Regions from separate parts of the Mus musculus genome. Here region 1 is linked to region 2. A link is a contact called in public promoter capture Hi-C data. All regions are on one chromosome and are shown on one strand. Each heading gives the region's core, a stretch centred on a gene start, on an enhancer-like site or on the middle of the called end of the contact. The rest is flanking DNA. Distances are from core to core; before and after follow the strand shown.

Evidence for each region. Capture Hi-C pulls out chosen DNA fragments and counts their contacts.
Region 1: a promoter capture Hi-C map of adipose tissue shows a contact between it and region 2. The contact joins two enhancer-like sites. A contact is called at or near these places in 1 of 39 promoter capture datasets (the C10 cell line), 1 of 484 Hi-C or Micro-C datasets (bone marrow-derived macrophages), 8 of 115 datasets of contacts at active chromatin or transcription factors (the HPC-7 cell line, bone marrow-derived macrophages, double positive thymocytes and 5 more) and 3 of 9 other capture datasets (adipose tissue, bone marrow-derived macrophages and liver).

The regions. Positions count from the first base shown.
Region 1 is chr12:85,529,650-85,535,659 of GRCm38.p6, forward strand. It overlaps Gm32296 (a long non-coding RNA gene), which reads left to right. Exons shown (of 3, transcript XR_381783.4): 1 at 1-38. Among named protein-coding and RNA genes, the nearest start is that of Gm32296, 3.1 kb to the left of the region's middle. Within about 2 kb of position 3,647, at least 85 of the 459 cell types and tissues checked have an H3K27ac peak or open chromatin away from gene starts, as enhancers often do. A contact at or near this core is called in adipose tissue and bone marrow-derived macrophages, where this site is marked.
Region 2 is chr12:85,348,803-85,354,323 of GRCm38.p6, forward strand. It overlaps Tmed10 (transmembrane p24 trafficking protein 10), which reads right to left. Exons shown (of 5, transcript NM_026775.4): 3 at 2,001-2,074. Among named protein-coding and RNA genes, the nearest start is that of Nek9, 12 kb to the left of the region's middle. Within about 2 kb of position 1,924, at least 96 of the 459 cell types and tissues checked have an H3K27ac peak or open chromatin away from gene starts, as enhancers often do. A contact at or near this core is called in adipose tissue and bone marrow-derived macrophages, where this site is marked.

The DNA.
Region 1 (6,010 bases), core at 2,397-4,896, 180 kb after region 2:
GGTTCTGGTCACATGATCAATTGCAGGTATGATCAGAGGTAAGTAGAGGGTTTTAGGTTTACTAGACCATAGTATCTTTCCTGAGATTTTTTTTTTTTTTTTTTTTTTTGTTCTTTTGGTTGTTCTGGTTGCAGAGGCAGATGCTTCATAGAATATCTGGTTAGAAGGGAAGGTGAAGCACGGTTGGGTAGCCTGTCTTTGCTTTGGTCTAGCAGAATTGCTATGTGTTGCTAGGCAGGAAGATTAGCGATCTCCTGCCTCTACCCATTTCCCTTAGTGATGGGGAAACCGAGACCTAGAGAGATGTAAGTTGCCCCAGATGAACTAGCTGGTTCAAGGAGACAGACTCAGGGCAAGTTCATGTTCTCACATCTGTGTCCTTCTCACCGTACTATGTGGATTATGGGGACGAGCAGAGGGACTCAGATCTCCAGGAAAAACATGTTGAAGTTGATTCAACAGTTTTAGTAGCATCCTGATGATTTCTCTGGTCATCCACAGAGTACCTAAAACACCGAGGCTATACTACCTGCCCTCCTCAGGACATGGACACTCTTACATTTTCCTGTTTGATATAAAGAAGGGATCGAAACTTTTCTTTCTTTGCTTTCTTCCTAGTTACTGTTTTTATAGTCTCCAGCACAGTTCATAGAACACAACAGAATTCTATTACTACTTACCGAAGGAGTGGATGCAGGCTCTTGGGAGCGACTTCCTGTAAAAGTTCTCTGCTGCCTTTGGAGTAGCACACGGGTGTGAGAGACCGCTCATGCATCAGCTGGTGCTCCGGCCCTGGGCAAGTTTCTTAACTTCTCTGGGCCTTAGTTTCTCCAAGTAATAGTTACTCTGGATGGTTGACTTGTGAAGTTGATAGAATTTAGATTCACTTTAAAGAGGACAGCACCACTCCCTGGACTCAGGTCATGGACTGAATTCTAGGGAGAAAATGGATTAGCGTTAGAATTTGTCGCTGTCTTTTCTGGGTGAAGATGTAAGGTGACTAGCCACCTCTTGCTCTCACTAACATTCCTTCCTTACCTCAGTGAACTGCATTGTCTGGAGTCATGAGCCCAAATAAGCCTTTGGCACCCTTAAGGTTGCTTTCTTTTGAGTCTTTTGTTGAAGCCGTGAGTCAAGTAACTAAGAAGCCCCACCCGCAGCATCAGATGCTCTTGGCTTCTTTTAAATTAAACTGGATAGTTCCTAAAGCACGCCTGCAATCTGTAATCCTGGGATTCCATTACTCACTGAAGGTTATAGAAAGTACCATGAAGGTTTCTAGATTGAGGTTCACGTGACAAAACTATCAGAGGCCACCATGCACTTAGACTTAGACCATGAGCTGACTTCTTCCTATGAGGCAGGCCCAGGTGGTTGCTGGTAGACACTGGAGTGCAGTCCTGGGGCACCTCTGAGGGTCAGCGGTGTATGTGAAAGTGATGCTTGTCAAGAGTGCAAAATAGTATCAGGCATGGCAACATCTGCCATCGCTAATTTAGATGCTCAAGACAAGGTCTCCCCTGGGACTTTTGGAAGGAGTATTGCTTTCCACTGACTTTGTATGGTAATGGAGAAACTGCTTGGAGAGCTCCAGGGTAATTAGTGGTAGGCTCCAGGTTAGACAGGCTTATAGTAACTCTTATCATCTACCTGTCTTTTTCTTTTTTTTTTCTTTTCCGTTTTAAAAGTTTACAAGTGCTCTATCTGTATGTACACCTGCATGCCAGAAGAGGGCATCAGATCTCATTATGGAGGGTTGTGAGCCACCATGTGTTTGCTGGGAATTGAACTCAGGACCTCAGGAAGAGCAGCCAGTGCTCTTAATCTATGAGCTATCTCTCCAGCCCCTGTCTGTTCCTTTACCAGGCTAATACAGAACACTAATTGATTGGTTGATTGATTAGTGAGAAGTGAAAACTAGACGCAGGTCGTTCTAGTTCCTTAAGACTCAAATAGTTCTTGAGGAAAATGAAACTACAGAGATGTGTAAACAGTCTCTGAATAAAATAAACCCACTTACCCAAGAATTTTACAAGCCAAACACCTCCAACATGCTAGGAAGCCCAACCAAACAGCATGGGTCTGAGAACACAGGTGACCTATTGTTTTCCAAAGATTTATTTCTATTTATTTTATGTGTATGAGCATTTTAATTCATACATGCAGTGCTCATGGAGGCCAGAAGAGGGCATCAGATTCCCTCCCTGAAACTGGAGTTAGAGACAATTGTCCCCCTCCATGGGTGCGTTGGGAACTGAAGCCCAGGCCTCTGCAAGAGCAGCAAGTGCTCTTAACTGCTGAGCCATCTTTCCAGACTACAGATGATCTCCAACACCCTCCCCCAGCTCATCCCCCAACTCCTGTTCTCTTATGTCAGTGTGAGAGTCCATGAGCCTTCAAGATCAACCCTTGTTTCTAGTGGTCAACCCAAGTGATATGGGAATGGTAAGCTTGGTGTCTGCTTTCTGGAATTCGAGAAGGAAATATGAAACTGATGCTTATTACACGTCTTTGAACTCTGGGAAAGCCAGTCAGCTGTGGTGAGACCTTCATAGCTCTCACAGTCCCCCTCTAGGGTACACCCCAATTCATCTGACATCCACTTATGGATCTGGTGATCCATATCATAATGCTTCCAGAACTTCCCAATAGTGCCATGAGCTGGGGACCAGACCTTCAACACATTGGCCTCTGGGAGATGCTCCAGGTCCAGCAGGACCCAGCTGTGCTGGGTGTAGGGATATTCCCCTTCCCTGTCTGCTGGGTGTGTGCCAACGTCTCCACACCATGGTTTGGGGGTTGTATGATGGATGCTCTCAACCCTTCATGGCTAGCCAGAAATGTTTTACCCGGAGAATCAGAACGACAACCCTTGCTCCTCTTCCCTGCAGTTGGCCTTCCCTCACTTAACAATCCAGGCTTCCATCCTTTCCCTCAGAACTGGTCTTTCTCTGCTGTCCAGGCAGTTCTTGAAAAGACTGCGCTAACTCAGAGCGATTACGTTGGGACTTGAAATAGATGTTTTTCCTGTCCCACATATGACATGGTGACTTCCTCAATAGAAACATCACTTCAAGAAGAACAGGACGTTCTTGTAGCAGAGCCAAGAAGGTCACATGACCAGACAGTTGGGGGCCTTTTGGGATCTTGTTTCCTCTTAAGTTGTTGGCAAGGGCTTGTCTGCGAAAGCCTGTTAGTGACAGATGCTGGCGAGCCCTCGTGAACTATTCCTTCCCAGAGTCAGTGCAGAGCACTCTCTGCAGGGTACAGAAGGCTAATGAATGAACGCTGGAAGGGGTGTTGGAGAAAATTCATGGGACATCTCTGGTGATCTCAGGGTGATGAACCTGGCAGGCAGGAGCTTCCTCATGTGACGACCAGGGAATCCCCATGACTGTTTTATCTCTGATTTCATGACACCCTTAAAGGAGGTCGTAAGGTTTGGACAAGCAGCCCAGTGTGCTGACTGGGGAATTCCTTGGCCTAGTCGGGAGCCAGCTGGAATGGAGAATGGGAAGCAGAGGGAAGAACTCGAGGTCAGCCAGAAGATAAAGGCGTGGATGAAGGATGAGTCTCAGCTCTGACACTAGCTCCAGATCCCCCAACCTCCTAGACACATGGTCAGAACTTATTGGGAAGTGACCAAGCATTACAGCGGAGAATCTGTGTAGCAGCAGGGCTTGGGGAACTGAGGAAGATCTTCAAGGGGCCCCACAGCAAGGGGAAATTAGCTGAGTCAGAAGCCAGTCAGAAGAACCTAAGCAGGAGAACTTGGTCTGTTGAGTTCAAGGAAGCTTCACACTGAAAAAAGAGTTGGGTGTTTTAAAACTGTGGCTTCCCAGTACCGTGAAAACCTTTGGTGGGCACCAGGTGATTCACATTTATTTAGTGAAATCTTCCAACAGCCTAAAGGCCAATGGGAGAATCCCCAGGCAGACTAGGAAACCCCTTCAGGGTACCAGCAGTTTTCTAGGGCCACCTGTTCTGGGTGCTCACAGAGAACAAACAAACACACAGTCAACCCTTACACCCAATGTATGTTTGAATCCTGCTCCCCATGGGGAAATATTAAGTAAAGAGTGGTGACCCAGGAGCTCCGGGGCTTGGGGTTGCCAGGGTAGCTTTTGGAGGAGGCAGGAGAGAGCTGGATCTTGAGCAATAGATAGGATTTAGCCAGATGTTGAAAGAGGGAGAAGCAGAGCTGGGGGCAGAGCGAGGTGAGCAAGGCTTTCAGTGGGTGGAGCATGTGTGCAGAGAGGATCCTGGGAAGACAGCTGGTTCTAAGGTGGGAAAAGGCAGGGCTGCTTTGAATGGGAGAACTGGAGATGATAAAGACTTGAATTGTTATCGTATGCATTTTAGAGAGTCTTGCTGGTCTCAAGGAGTTGGACACATCCAACTTAGACTAACTTAAGATTAAAAAAAATAAAAATGAAAACCTATCCTTTTACCTTCCCATAGAGGCCAAGGGCATGAGTTAGAAACACAGAGGTCTAGGTGCTCGGAAGAGCTCTTGGGGTTCAGTCCTCCTCTCTGCACTGGTTGGTCTGTGCTAGTCGGTTTCCCAGCAGGCTTTCTGCAATGTTGTGGTTCCTTCGGACTCCAGGCTATCCTTCATTGCAGTGTAGCGATATCTGCCATCGTTCCAGCATGATTCTGAAAACTGAGAGTTGATGATTGACTCAGCCGGGCCTGTACCCAGGGCCAAGAGGATGTAGGGTTTCTGCTGACCAGGTTTGGGTTGTGGCCCAAGAGGACAAACAGAGCTGACCACATAAGAGGCTGTCATTGGAATGGTGTGACTATGGCTGCATGTTCCCCTCAACTGTACACATGCTGAATCCTAAAAATGTTACGTTAGAGTACTAAGAAGGTAGAAACAGATGGAGACACATTCACATGTGTACTGCCTATCTCTTAGGATGCGATGCTCCAGGCTGCCTCAGGGATAAACCTCCTTTCTTTATAAAGGCACCTGCTCAGATAGTGTGTTGTCACAATGAAAGAATAATACAGTCACTGTGGCAGATATTGTTGGTGGCTGCTGTAGTTAGAATGTCCTCTTCAAAACTCATGTTGAAATAAATACACTTTAAAAAAAAATCTGGTGTTGAAACTAGGGCCTTGTGTGTGCTAGGCAATCTCTAATGCTAAGCTGTTTCCCTAGACTTCTTTTACTAGTATCTATCTATCTATCTATCTATCTATCCATCCATCTAATGAATCAACCTGGGAACCGCTTTCTGATGAAAAGAGTGTATCTATACAATGTTCTCTGTCGTCCACAGGCTTACTTGCTCCTCTGCCATGCTATGTCACAGCACAGAGACTCCTGCTGAATGCCATTGTCATGCCACTAGACATCCCAGACTCTAACAGCATGGTCAAAATAGATCTATATTGTTGGTAGATTATCCAGATTCGGGCATCCTGTTAAGGCCTCAGAAAATGAGCTAAGCCAACGCTCCAATCTTATGCCCTTGGCTCTTACCATTTAAGTAGATATTGGTTGAATTCTCAACTGTGGACACATGCATCTCTCTCTGTGGGCTCTCTGATCTCAGACCCACTGTGAACATACCCAGCCAGAGTGCTGGGGAGATTATTCTTCTGGATGCAGTTCCCATAGCTCTGCTGTCTAAACCCCCCAGTTCTCTCTTCTCTGGGGGACGGGCTCTAGGGTCCCATTCTACAGTGTTTCTCAGAGTTCCAGGTTCTTGGAGAAGCTCTTGAAGGACACACTCTCTGTGGACTTTCTGCCCCCTTGGTTTTTCTAATTCCCTTGTGGTATTTTATGAAATTATCTCCTAAATTATCTATTTGCACTCGACCCTGTGTCTGTTTTTGGAGAATCAAATTAAGATATTCTCCAAGTGGAAATCCAGGTGTTGTTGCCAGAAGGAAGGTGAGAACTGGATCAATGGAAGATATGGTGATAATAGTTTCCTTTGGCTTAATTTTTTTGATGTTTTTAGTTTTCTTGTCTGGTAGGTATCTCCTTTCTCATTGG
Region 2 (5,521 bases), core at 674-3,173:
GTTATTTAATACACAGATGCTTAATGACAGAACAAAGTTACAAGTCATATAGTAGGAAGCAATGTCTCTGTTTCATAGACTGAGCCAAGGGTAGAAAAAGCAGCAGTAACAACACAGTGCAAGCACTGTACCTATTCTTGTAATCCAAAAGAGCTATATCTTCAACACTCCAAGGCTCAGGGAACACAGTGGGAGAGTCAGAAGAAATGTAAGCTCTAGTGGACACGGGGTGCTGTGAAATGCTGTGTTTTAGACATGACATGGCCCTAGTGAACATGAACTCACAGCAGCTATACAAGACCTGAACAAGATCAAGCTAGTCAAAATTCCAGCACAGATAAGGGAAGGTCTCAGGAGTGCACAGCCTAGCTGAGGACCTACTGCCTGTAGATGGCTGTGTTCTTTGGGAGTGTGGTCACTGGTAGGTGCCCATGCCCCATAGCCATGTGCATAGGACATTACTAACCAGACCAGTAGTCACAACACCTGAGGGCGTGTGTCGAAGGATCCTTTCATGGGGTCACCTAAGACCATCAGAATACACAGATATTTTCATCACAATTCTAATAGTAGCAAATTAGTTATGAAGTAGCAACAAAAATAATTTTTTGGTTGAGGTCACCACAACATGAGGAACTTTATGAAAGAGTTGCAGCATTGGGAAGGTTGAGAACCACTGAATTAGACTCAGTGAGCTATAAAAAAGAAGACATGAAGTTAAGAGACATGTCTGAGAGGGTCTGGATGTAGTCAAAATGCATTGTGTGTGTGTGTGTATATATATATATATATATATATATAAAATTCCTCAAAAAATTTTTTCCAGGCATTTTATATCTCATAATAACAGTTTAACAGTTATCTTATAACAGTCAATAAGATTCTTCAGAATCTTGAAAAGTTAAGATTTCACTTTCTGTGTGGTGGTGGCACACACCTTTAATCCAGAACTTGGGAGGCAGAGGCTGGTGGAGCCCTGTGAGTTCAAGGCCAGCCTGGCCTGCAGAGTGAGTTCCAGGACAGCCAGGGCTACACAGAGAAACGCTGTCTTGAGGAACTGGAAAACTTGTGTTTTCACTTTTAAACTCATCAGTTAAAGAGGCTCTCTAAACAAGCCTGGAGATACAAGCACTTTAGCCTCCACTGGGAACTGTCTGATATCCGTTACTGTATCACTGCTTGCTCTAGCGACTACTTCCAAGGAACTTTGGTTTCACTCAATTGAACACAAGAACAAGAAAAAAAGAGGAAAAACTTTGTGGACTTATAGTTACTTCCTGATGCACATATGGCCAATCACTTCCTGTCTGCTTCCAATTTAGGACATTTTCCTCCCAAAATCTTGACGAGCCATGTCTGTTCATCATTTTTCAAATTCTACCTAATCACTTTAAGCAACGTTTTTTCATATAGTTAGGATACACCAAACTATATTATATATCATTCTGTAATACTTCCTACCAGAATAAAATGTCTGACTCTCTTACAGCTCTTTGTACCACCCAGCCTTCCTCCTTTACTTTAACTGGAAGTTATTTTTTAGCGATTGTTTCTCAAAAAACAGCACAGCTGTTCAAGACTAACCAGCGTTTGAGTCTAAACCCTAAGATATACACCTACTTGTTTTAGAGAAGAGAAGGGGATGATATTAGGAATTAAAAAACAAAAAACTTTCTTTTGACAGAATTCTATTTAAAAGTGTGTGTGTGCATGTTTGTGTGTGTTCTGCCCCAGAATGCTAATGGCATGACTGAACTCTACCATAGCAACACGCAACTGTACAGACAGCTGGTTTAGTTCATTGGTTATAATCACAGCCAGAATTATTTGTTCAAGTCTGTTAATACAACCTTTTGTATTACCAGGACCATAGCTGGTTGTCACATGGCTGCTGAGAAAACCACAACCTTGTGGGCCAAGTGTGGCCACTGGCCTGATTAGGTCACAGAAGCCTCCAGCCCCGAGCGTTCCTCCCTCCTGTCTGTTGGAGCAGTACATACCTCTTCATAATTTTTCGCCTCTACTCCATGCTTCATGTCTAGAATCACGAGTTGGTCAGGTATCCGCCCTGTTCCTGAGAAAGAAATCAAAAGATTCATTGTGCAGAATACTTAAAATTCCGGGAAATCACCCACCCACCCTCCCTCTCCCTAACCCCTATCTGCTCAATAGAAGGAAACAGTCATAACTCCGCCCCCCCATTCTGCAGCAGCAAAGTCCTGGCTAAAATCACCAACACTGCAGACAAAGCCTCCATCTGTGCTTGGTGCTGGAAAGCAAGCAGGGCATGCTGCTGGCAAACATCTTGAGCAGGGCACAGAGACTGACTGGTACAGAGGGCAGACTGGGAGAAAGAAAACTCACAGACTCGCTGCACTAAGAGAAACTCAAATCACAGCAGTCAGAAGCAAAGTGGCACGCACATCTACATGGAGTGGGTGCCATTTCTACATCTCAAGAGCAATGCTCTACCAGATCCTGAGGTAGTCCTGGTCTCTTATGATTACTGCACATGCTAAGTTTAGATTACTTAGAGTAAACCTCAGCATTGAAAATATAAGTTTTATCTATTATTAGACTTTGATTCAAATGTTTTCCAAGGCAAGGCCTATTTTAGTAGGTGAATTAAAAATTTTAGGGATATTCCTTCCCATTAAGCATTTGAGAGAAAAGCTCAAAAAAACAAACAAATAAAGACAAAAACAAAAGCCAAACTTATAGTCTGAGTATAACTCTCAGGGACGATTCTTAGAAGGAAAATGTCTATTTGGAATAAATGGCCCAAGCAATGTAGCAATAATAGCAGAAAACTTATCTGATTTGCCAATCAGAATTAAGACTCTAAGCAGGAAAAAGGCAGACTCAAAAATCCCCAGAAAACAGTTCAATTTCCTGGGTTTTACTATTTATAGAATTAAAAACTGCCTGCATGAAATTAGTAGTCTTAGTCAAATCTAGTGCTGTTTAAGCACCGGGCTTTCTTGATGTTATTAGCCAAAGAAAGTGTGACTGTACTCCTTGCTGCCTGAGAGACAGCTGAGATTTTCTGAAACTAGCAGAAGTCAATTCAAAGAGAACTGATGGAGCTAGAACTGCACCAGTGAGACCACAGGTATAATGTCTGCCTTCAAACGATCTAATGATAACGTAGGACAGACAGACAGACAGACAGACAGACAGACAGACAGACACACACACACACACACACACACGCACGCACACACACACACACACCTTAACTCCAGCTGTAGTTAAACTGTGAAACATTGTGTTTGACTATGTGTATGCCACGTGTGGGAGTCAGAGAGTATGTCAGATCCTCTGGGACTGGAGTTTCAAGTGGTGCTAGGATCGGAACTCTGTTCCTCTGGGAGAGTAGGAAACACTTTTAACCAATAAGCCATTTCTCTAGCCTCCTCCATGTCTTTTAACATAGGTCTCATGTAGCCCAGGCTAGTCTACAACTCACTATGTAGCTACTAAATCTGACTGTGATCTCCTGCCTCTCCTGCCTTCATGTCCCAAGTGCTGGGATTATAGGCATAAGCCAAACATGCATGGCTGAGTATGTTTAAATGACAATAAAGAACAACTTTTGGAGAGACTACAAAGACCCACTCGAAAGCAAGAGGAAAACCACTATAGATGAGATGCTGTGTAAACATGAAGACCTGGGTTCAGATCTCCAGAACCTGACATGTAAAGTCCAGACATGGTAGTGCATGTTTGTAACTCTATTGCTCCTATGGCCTGGGACTCAAGGCCAAGTCAAGAGAGCCTTGGAGCTCACAGGCCCCTAACCTATGTACTCAGCAACAATGGTGGAAGCAAGGACCAAGACCTGCAGAGGGTTGTTCTCTGATCACATATGTGCTGCAGCATGCAGGTCCCTGCACTCACACATGCGAATGCTCAGGGCACACACAAATATACACACAGATGCAACCATATAGCCATGCAAAAAATTTAAATACCCAAACAAATGAACAAAACCAAAAAAAAAAAAAAAAAAAAATCCCAAACTAAATAACCCTACAAACTCAAGACTAAAGCATCCATAGGTGTTTTCTGAGTATTAAACCAACAAGTCTACAATCAAGGCAACCAGAATAGTCGCTTTGCCCAAATCCATGTGTACTCCTAAGAGTGCATTACCCATCAATGTGATAAAAATCTTTGCTTTTCTTATTTAGAAGGTAAGAGACAGATGGGAAAGATGAGTCAGTAGTTAAGAGTACTTGCTGCTCTTGCACTGGACTTGGGTTTGGTTCTGAGCACCCACATCCTATTAAACAACCATCCTTAACTCTAGACTCCAGGAGATCCTATGACCTTTTATGGTTTTCTCAGGCAACGGGTATGCATATGGTACACATACATACAAAAAATAAATTCTATAAATAAATAAGTAAATAGATACATAAACACCGAGAGGGTGATTCCTAGTTAGTGTTTTCTCAACTTGACACAAGACACAGTCAATCAGGGAAGAGAAACCTCAATTGAGGAAAATGCCCTCATTGGCTTGCCTCTAGGTAGGTTTTCGGCATTTTCTCCATTAATTAACGATGTGGGAGGGCACACATGGGTAGTGCCACCCCCGGGCAAGTGTTCCTGAGTAGTATAAAAAGCAGGCTGAACAAGCCATGGAGATCCAGTCAGGGAGCATTGGTCCTGCATGGCTTCTGCTTCAGTCCCTGCCCCAACGGCCCTTTATGACGCACTGCCGCTGTAAATGAAACCAACCCTTTCCTCCTGGGGTGGTTTTGGTTAGCATTTTATCACAGCAGCAGAAAGCCAACAGAGTTAGGTTATAGCTCAGTGGTAAAGAGCTTGCCTTCCATGCCCTGGGCCCTGGGTTCCATGCCTAGCCTTGAAGGTGGCGCATAGGATGGTGGCACACACTTTCCACCCAGCTCTCAGAAGGTGTGAGGGCAGAAGGATCACTGGGAGTTCAAGACCAGCCTGGGCCATACAGTGAAGTAAACTTAAATAGCTCTTAGTCTTCTTGATCTAAGTGGTCATATCCTCTCTTTCTTGGTATAGGAAGATATTTTATTTCTATAACAGAGTACCACCCAGAAAATGCAAAGCCCTGGGTTCAATTTCTACTATGGCAAAAAACAAACAACAAAACCCTGCCTTTTCTCTCTTACTTTTGTTTTGTTTTTAATTTTTTCAAAATATGTTTTTAAAGATACTCTCACTCTGTAGGCCAGGATGGCCTCAAATCCACAGCAATCCACAGGCCTCAGTTTCCTGAGTGCTGGGATTGTAGGTGCAGAGTACTATACCTGGTTCTTGTCTATATCGCTTCTCTGTCTACTGAAGCCTTCCATCTCTGTGTCACAACATATGGCATTAACATCTGCAAGCCCAAGTAAACTACAAAGCCAAGGCCCCTGGCTGCCCGAGTAGAACCTGTACAATTCTTCTGCATAACAACAGTCAGCCTATCCTTGGCGGGCCTGAAGGCTTTAAAGGATCTTTAAGTTTTAAAACAAACAAAGAACAACAAAAC